Linked DNA regions of Mus musculus: region 2 is linked to region 1. The links are chromatin contacts, called in public HiChIP or PLAC-seq maps. All regions are on one chromosome and are shown on one strand. The core of a region is the stretch at or near the end of the contact, and the rest is flanking DNA. Distances in the headings are between cores, read along the strand shown. Region 1 overlaps Abi1 (abl-interactor 1). Region 2 overlaps Acbd5 (acyl-Coenzyme A binding domain containing 5).

Evidence for each region. HiChIP or PLAC-seq counts read pairs in DNA pulled down with a chosen protein or histone mark.
Region 2: a CTCF HiChIP or PLAC-seq map of CD8 T cells shows a contact between it and region 1, with 9 read pairs. The contact joins two enhancer-like sites. A contact is called at or near these places in 5 of 39 promoter capture datasets (the 3T3-L1 cell line, the C10 cell line, embryonic stem cells and 2 more), 2 of 15 datasets of contacts at CTCF or cohesin (CD8 T cells and large pre-B cells), 16 of 484 Hi-C or Micro-C datasets (the 63-12 cell line, B cells, the C10 cell line and 10 more), 11 of 115 datasets of contacts at active chromatin or transcription factors (the HPC-7 cell line, the SCID.adh cell line, bone marrow-derived dendritic cells and 7 more) and 3 of 9 other capture datasets (adipose tissue, liver and pancreatic islet).

The regions. Positions count from the first base shown.
Region 1 is chr2:23,020,561-23,024,592 of GRCm38.p6, forward strand. All of the region lies in intron 1 of Abi1 (abl-interactor 1), which reads right to left. It overlaps Gm52502 (a long non-coding RNA gene), which reads left to right. Exons shown (of 3, transcript XR_003953771.1): 2 at 2,860-2,955. Among named protein-coding and RNA genes, the nearest start is that of Gm52502, 8.1 kb to the left of the region's middle. Within about 2 kb of position 1,326, at least 93 of the 459 cell types and tissues checked have an H3K27ac peak or open chromatin away from gene starts, as enhancers often do. A contact at or near this core is called in CD8 T cells, where this site is marked.
Region 2 is chr2:23,086,926-23,090,798 of GRCm38.p6, forward strand. Acbd5 (acyl-Coenzyme A binding domain containing 5) reads left to right here. Exons shown (of 14, transcript NM_001355637.1): 7 at 560-694; 8 at 2,666-2,863; 9 at 3,551-3,657. Among named protein-coding and RNA genes, the nearest start is that of Acbd5, 20 kb to the left of the region's middle. Within about 2 kb of position 1,691, at least 16 of the 459 cell types and tissues checked have an H3K27ac peak or open chromatin away from gene starts, as enhancers often do. A contact at or near this core is called in CD8 T cells, where this site is marked.

The DNA.
Region 1 (4,032 bases), core at 76-2,575:
TTAATCCCAGCATTTGGGGGCAGAGGCAGGCGGATTTCTGAGTTCAAGGCCAGCCTGGTCTACAGAGTGAGTTCCAGGACTACTAGGGCTACACAGAGAAACCCTGTCTCGGGGAAAAAACAAAACAATAATAATAATAATAATAATAATAATAATAATTACACTGATCAATGAGGTCAAAGCATCTAAGAAACCACCGTGGGGTTACATACTGTAACCCTAGCATCTGAAAAGTGAAGATAGAAAGATAAAAAAATTAAAGATTACCACTGGCTATGTTAAAGTTCAAAGCTAGCCTGGGCTCCATGAGACTGTCTTGAAAATAATAAGGAAAAGAAAATTTTAAAAAGAAATAAAAATGAAAAGACATTTTCAGCAAATAAATCTTTTCCTAAAACTTCTGATGTAAAAACATCTTGTTTGTTCCATAATACATTGTGCCTCTTCATTCAAAACAAAAAACTATGAGACAGCACCATGCTGCCCTTCTTTCTTTGGGGAGTATAGGGATGTAGGTGGGAATGAGGAAACAGGAAAATAAGGATGGGTGGAACAAATGCACAACTTTATTAAAAATAAGTTCCTAATAATCAAAGTCTCCAGTTAAAATCATTGGCTCATTTAAAGGTTGTTTATTTGGATCTAAAACTCTCTTACATTTACTCAATTAACTCAATGGTTTCTGTTAGTTATACCAAGGTACGTCTGTATGAAGGACTAAAATATGTAAGTAAAAGGCACAATATCAGTTTTACACATGTTACTACACGTAATGCATGGAGCTGGCATGGTGCAGCCCATGATCCCCTCCATCACTTGAAGGACAGCAGGAAAATGAAATGGAAACTTCTGGTTTCTTTGGAAAGTCAGTTTTGTCAGAAGACAAAACTGGGGCAGACAAGTGAAGGAGTGTGTTCCGGAAGTGGTCACAGGTGAAAGGATGTTTTGCTAAAGCAGACTCATGATGTTAAGAAGGACCCAACAGACCACAGACGACACTAGATGGTATTGGTATACCTTGCCATTCCTTAATGGTCATTTGTTGTGACTTCATAGGAAGAAACATACCAAAAAAAAAAAAAACTTCTTGCAGCTCCTGAGGACTCGGGGTGATTGGCAGAGTGAAGTCAGTTGATACAGACTCACATGGAGTTTTGCTAAGACAGACTCACATGGTGAGGAAAGACCCCTGGGAGGACACTTGATGTTTGAAGAAGAGAGTAGAAATAGGACTCAGCAAGTTTGCATAGTTAGCTTTGCAATGCTTCAAGGCACGGCAGAGAACTTCTGACATCCCTGGTCACTCCTGCTGACTCATGTGGGTTGGGTGGAGGCCTGACAATTCATGCCACTGCTGCTGATTTGTGCTTGCTACCCCGACACTACTGAACTGGACTGCTGGTGTATTCATTAAGTGTTTGCGAGTGGATCGAGCTGCTGCTGCTGATTCCTGTAAACTGAACTGCTAATTTCCTGACAATACAGATTAGATTTGCTCCAAAGAACAATTTCTAAACAGGTCCACTTCCCTCATATCCTAATAACCTTTCTTTTCAGCTACCTCTGGTGGATTGTAGGCTAGAAGGGAGGTTAAAGAACCCATATTAAAAGTAGGGTTTGAAAAAATCAAGTCAACAGGAAAATTCTAAGCTCTTCAAGTTCACAGCAAGTTCCATACAAGCCTGAGCTAGTAGAGACTCTGTCCCCTCCAAAACAAAAAAATAAAACAGGCTAGTTAAAAGTGTTTGTTCTTCAGCATCTGGTGTGGTGTGTGATCTTAACCCAGGAGGCAGAAGTAGGGGATCTCTGTCTGAGTTTGGTTTATAAAACGAGTTACAGGACACCTAGGACTATACAAAGAAGCCCTGTCTCAAAACAACAACAACAAAATATTTGCTGCTCAATCATGAGAACCACAGTTTGGACCCAAGCATTCATGTCAGGTACCTCACAACGACCTACAACTCCAGCTCTAAGTGATTCAACACCCTCTTCTAGCCTTCTCATGCCCCTACACACACGCATGTGCACAGACTCACACAAACATGCACATACACCTTCAAAAAACCATAATTCTTAAAAGCTGTATGTGGGAAGCACAGGACTAATTTTCTACAGCTTAGTGTTAGCAGCTAAGATGTATTTTAGCCTTAGATCTCAACTTCATTAACCTCCCTTACATCTGCAACTATACTCGGGTCTCACAAACACACCTTCTGTCATGTTGTTCCTACAATCTGCTGCATCTGTTGCTTCTCAAACATCCCTTTTCTCTCAACTTTTAAATTCAAGACAGCTAAACCTGCCGAGACATCTCCTTCTCCAGACACTACCATGGGTCTTTAGAATACTTTGGTTCCTTTCAAAAGATAGTTTTCAATCTATATGGAAGACATATCTGTCTTGAAATTATTTGTAAAAAGCTACTAGAGATATAAAAATGCCAGGGATCCATAATATAGGAAAGTACTGAAAAAACAACAAAATTAACATTAGAAGACAAAGACTGTACAGCTTTACCTCATGCCACAATGGTATACAGAGACAGACCCTGGAGTCCTTTTTCCTTCTTCCCTCCCTCTCCCCACTTTTGCCCACACAGCCAGCTAATAGTCAAGCGTTATTCCTTTTCTTCAACCCACTGTTCTGCCAATCAATCCCACTGTGGAGGAGTGAAAGCTGGAAAGAGTCAGAAACCAACTGTGCACTAATGATTGAGAAAGAGGGGTTTTACAGATTCACTTCTATGAGCGCAAATTGCCTTTTTCAGGCATAATCGCTTTATGACAATAGAGAATGAATATTGGTAAAATATGCCATCTTTGAGCTTTCTCTGTTGTTGTTTTTGTTTGTTTGTAGGGAGAAGATGCTTTTGAACAGGGTCTGCTATATAGCCCAAGCTGGCCTGAAATTCTCAGTCCTCCTACCGCAGAATCCTTAGTACTGTGATTACAGGTATATATGTGCCCAGGCATCTCTGAGCTTTCTCTTCAGAGGACCCATGTCTTTCATCGATGGCTAGAACAGAAAGATCAGGAGTTCAAAGCTACTAGATCGGGGCTACAAAATACCTTGTCTTAAAGCAAAACATCAAAAGGTATAGGTGAGGATGGGCATGTGCATGTGTGCACACACGTAAGACCAACTTCCATGTTCTTAGATATTTCCATCAAGCAAAGATCTCTAAACAGCCATATAACACAAGCATCATAATACCATATCATGATTATCTAGAAGTGAAAGCCTTCCACAGAATAGGCAACTAGTAATTGTTTAATGAATCTCCTTCTAACCACCAGTTCAACACAACCTAATAGTGTCGAGCATTCTCCTTTCTAGAACAGAAAACCAGGAAGTCTCTGCCTAGCATGTTGATGCCAGAATTGCACCACTGCTTAGGACTATCACCTCCAAACCAACCCTCTTAGTGATCTCTTCTAGAGTTCTCCAAAGTACAGCTCAAGCTTCCGCCTACTCTGTTCTCAGCTCTTAAATGTAACCTTAGTTTGGTTTGGGGAGGCTCCAGGCTGTTTCAGGAGGGTAGAGGTTGAAACAAGATCTATTGCTCTGTAGCCCTAGACCTAGTAGCTCTGTGGCTTAAAAGTATTAGCCCCAACTAACCTTGAAGTTGTAGCAATACTGCCTCCTCGGCTCCTGAGTACTGAAATTACTGGTGTGAGCCTCGTGTCATCACATAAGGCAAAAATAACCTTTATTTTTAATTTGCAATTGTTGTTTCAACTTATTTTTATTTTTTATGATTTTTTATTTTCTGTACATTGGAGTTCTGCCTGCTTGTATGTGTGTGTGATGGTGTTGGATCCCCTGGAACTAAGGTTACAGACAGTTGTGATATGCCATGTGCACACTGGGAATTGAACCTGGGTCCTTTTGAAGAATAGCCAATGCTCTTTACCTCTGAAACAACCCTCTAGCCCAACTTATCTTATTTTAAAGTATGTGTATATGCTTGTTAGCATGTGCATGTGACTACAGGTTCCCACAGACGATAGAAGAGGGTACTGGGTCCCC
Region 2 (3,873 bases), core at 441-2,940, 67 kb after region 1:
GTGTTTAGGAGGCAGGCATGTAGAAATTCTGAGTTCAAAGTCAGTCTACAGAGCAAGTTCCAGGACAGCCAAACTTAGGCAATGAAGGAGTTGGAAAACAGAAAGCTGGTGATAATGTAATAGAACAAGGGAGCCACGTTCTAGCCCCAGCAAGTGGCAGAACTCTGCAGTGTTGGCCATGTAGCTTGGGCTTTAGACTGAAAAATAGAAGGAACTACTGGGACAATTGGTACTGGTTAGCTGGAGCTAAGAAATTAGCGGTGATTAAGAAGAGACCAGCATCATTGATCTGGAATTGTCTGGGAAGTGTTGTCTGAGAGCACAAAGAAGCTGTGTTCCAGAGTTAGCCAAGATTGTACCTTGTGCTGCAGCTCTACTTGGTAATGTGTAAGAGTCACTAGGTGGTACTTTTTTTTCTTCTGTGTATGAGTGTTTTGCCTTTGTGTATGTAAGCGGAACTGGAGTTATGGACAGCTACAAGCCACCATGTGGGTACCAAAACTTGGAAGGATAGCCAGTGCTCTTAACCTCTGACCCATGTTTTTATTTCATGTTTTAGATCTTGGTAATGTTCTGACCTCTTCAAATGCCAAAGCTGTTAATGGTAAAGCAGAGAGCAGTGATAGTGGGGCTGAGTCTGAAGAAGAAGAGGCCCAAGAAGAGTTAAAAGGAGCAGAACAGAGCGGCAGTGATGGTAGGTGTTGGGTACCTGGTTAATACAGCTAATAATAATTTTGTACTTGATAAAAGGACAAGAGAAAATTTGTGCTGATTTTTGAAAAAAATTGTATATGATTAATGCATGTGGCAGCATTTGGGGTATTGACTGTACTATCAAGGTCTTCAGTGGATCAAAATGTTCTGCTAAGTGGATGCTGAAGTCATCGATTGGATGGAACACAGGGCCCCTAATGAAGGAGCTAGAGAAAGTAACCAAGGAGCTAAAGGGTTCTGCAACCCTATAGGAGTATCAACAATATGAACTAACCAGTACCCCACAGAACTGTGTCTCTAGTTGCATATGTAGTAGAGGATGGCCTAGTTGGCCATCAGTGGGAGGAGAGGTCGTTGGTCTTTCAAAGATCATATGCCCCAGTACAGGGGAATGCCAGGGCTAGGAAGCAGGAGTGGGTGGGTTGGGGAGCAGGGCTGGGGGAGGGTATAGGGGACTTTTGGGATAGTATTTGAAATGTAAATGAAGAAAATATCTAATTAAAAAAAAGGAAAATAAATTAAAAAAAAAGTTCTGCTATGGACTATCTAGGTAGCCAGCCTTAATGAATCATCAATCAAATAGGAGTTAGCTTAGGGTGGACAAGAGTAACCTACTTTTCCAAATGTTCTGCATACAATGACATATAATTAAGAAAAGGGTATTTACTTTTATTATGTGTAGGCGTGTTTTGTCTGCATGTGTGTCTGTGTACTATGTGTGTGCAGTACCCTCAGAGGCCAGAAAAGGGAATTTGGGACTAGAATTGCAGATGGTTGTGAGATGCCATGTGGGTGTAGGGAATAGAACCCAGTCCCTCTGGAAGAGCAACCAGTGTTCTCAACCGCTGAGCCGTCTCTCTATTCCAGTACTTATAATTTTAATTTATCCGAAACACTGCCTCAGTGTTTTGAGTTGATTTTATTCTAATTCTAACTACCCAAATACTCAGCAATCTCTGGAGACAACTTCTTTCTTTCCTTCCTCTTCTCTCCTCTTTCTCTTCCTGTTTTCACTGTCTTATTGCCATGAGAATTTTTGACATCTACATAATGCGTCAACACTTAAATTCTGTTTTTTTTTTTTATTTGAATAGAATCACATCTTTCTCTTTTCCTCTTTTTTCCCCTCCCATTTCTTTTCTGTTTTCCAGCAAAGGCTACACATCTTTTCATTTAAAGGTACTCAGCACGGCTGCTCAGACTGTATTAGTGCCAGAAGCCCAAAGTGAAAATAGAGCATTTAAGGACACATAGTGAAACCATTTCTCAGAAAAACCAAAACTGGGTTTTTTTCACGGTGGTGGACACCTTTAATTTCAGTGATTGGGAGGCAGTCTCTGTGAGTAGTGCTGTAATACCTACAGAAACCAAACGAAAGAGCAAGATAATGGTTTTTTTTTCCATATGGAGATTTATTTTGTTTTCGTGTGCGTCTATGTGAGCGTATTGTTGCCTACAGAGCTAGCAGAAAGTATTGGATCCTCTGTAGCAGGAGCTCTAGGCAATTGTGAGTCTGACGTGGGTGCTGGGCAATCTCTGTTGCCCAAGATGATGAAGATGAGGAGGAGGAAGCAGAGGAAGAGGAGGGGGAATAGGAGAAGGAGGAAGAAGAGGGGAGGAAGAGGAGGAGGAATAGTGGTGGGGAATGGGAGCATTTTGAAAAGTTAATGTGAATTTTGGGTGAGCTTTGGTATGTAGTAGTTCCTTTTGCAAGGAGCCACTCATTTCTCCTATCTAGATGGGAAGCCATTCAGAGGATTTTGGTAGTTTGGGAATTGACTAGTGATTCTAGGGAAAAAAATGTTTTTTTTCTTTCTATGTAGACTAGGCTGGCCTTGAACTCAGAATCCATCTACTTCTGCCTCTTGAGTGCTGGGATTAAAAGCTAAGTCATTATGCCTGGCTACAGGGTACTTTTGTACATCTCCTTTCTTTTTTTTTCCCATACAAGATAAGAAAACGCTGAAGAAATCAGCAGATAAGAATTTGGAAATCATTGTTACCAATGGCTATAAAGGTAGCTTTGTTCAGGATATACAGAGTGACATTCATACTGATTCTTCCCGGAGCACCAGAAGCAGTGAAGATGAAAAGCCTGGAGATGAGAGCTCTCAGCAGACAGGACACACCATTGTCTGTGCTCACCAAGGTATTGTCCTCACGTGATCCTCTCCAATCATTTTCCAACAGTTAAAACACTCTTACTAGTTCTAGGATGGTTAGAAATCAGTTAGGACTTAAATTTTCATGTTTAGTAATATCTTCTTAGGGTTTGTTAATACTGTAAGGGTTGGTTGCTTTGAAGCACAGTGAATTAGAGTCAGGGCATTTTCTTACATTTGTTTCTTTTTCATTTTGTTCATCATGTGTGCTGTGTGTACCATGGTAAGTCTGTGGAGGGTCTGTGAGGTCAGGAAGGACAACTTGAGTTTCTACCATGTGAGTTCTGGGGACTGAATTTAGGTTGGCCGCCAGCTCCCCTAGTCTTTGAGCCATGGTATATTTTGCTAGGATCACGCTTTGTAGACCTGGTGGCCTAGAACTGCTGATCATTCTCCTGCCTTAACTGCCTGAGTCTAGCTGAAGTTTGTTCAGTTAAGTAGATAAAGTTTTGGAAGCTTATTTAAAAACCATGACTTGGAATCAGGAAGAGTGGACTATGTGTAACTTCAGCACTTCAGAAGCTGAGGCAGGAACCTTGGAGGTTTGAGACCATCCTGGTAGACCGATTTCTCTCCCAGAATGAGTATAATGCCGAATTGTTAAAAATGAATGAAAATATATTTTTCTTGTCTTAGAGTATAGTTACACTGTCTGGACATTTGTTTGTATTTAGATAGAAATGAAGATCCCAGTGAAGATGCTTCAGGAATACACCATTTAACAAGTGATTCAGATAGTGAAGTGTACTGTGACTCTATGGAGCAATTTGGACAAGAAGAGGTAAAGATGACATTTTCCTATTGGCAGATCTTTTGAGTGGTGTTTCCAGTGCACAGAATATAGTATGACATTCCTGAATGGAAATGCCATAATAAAACCCATCACTTTGTGTGTTAACAAGAACTAGCAAAAAGCCATCTAATGCATAACTTCAGTTAGTAGCTAAGAAGCCTCTTCATTGCTTTGGAGACATGCCTATTGTAGGGCAAAGTGTTT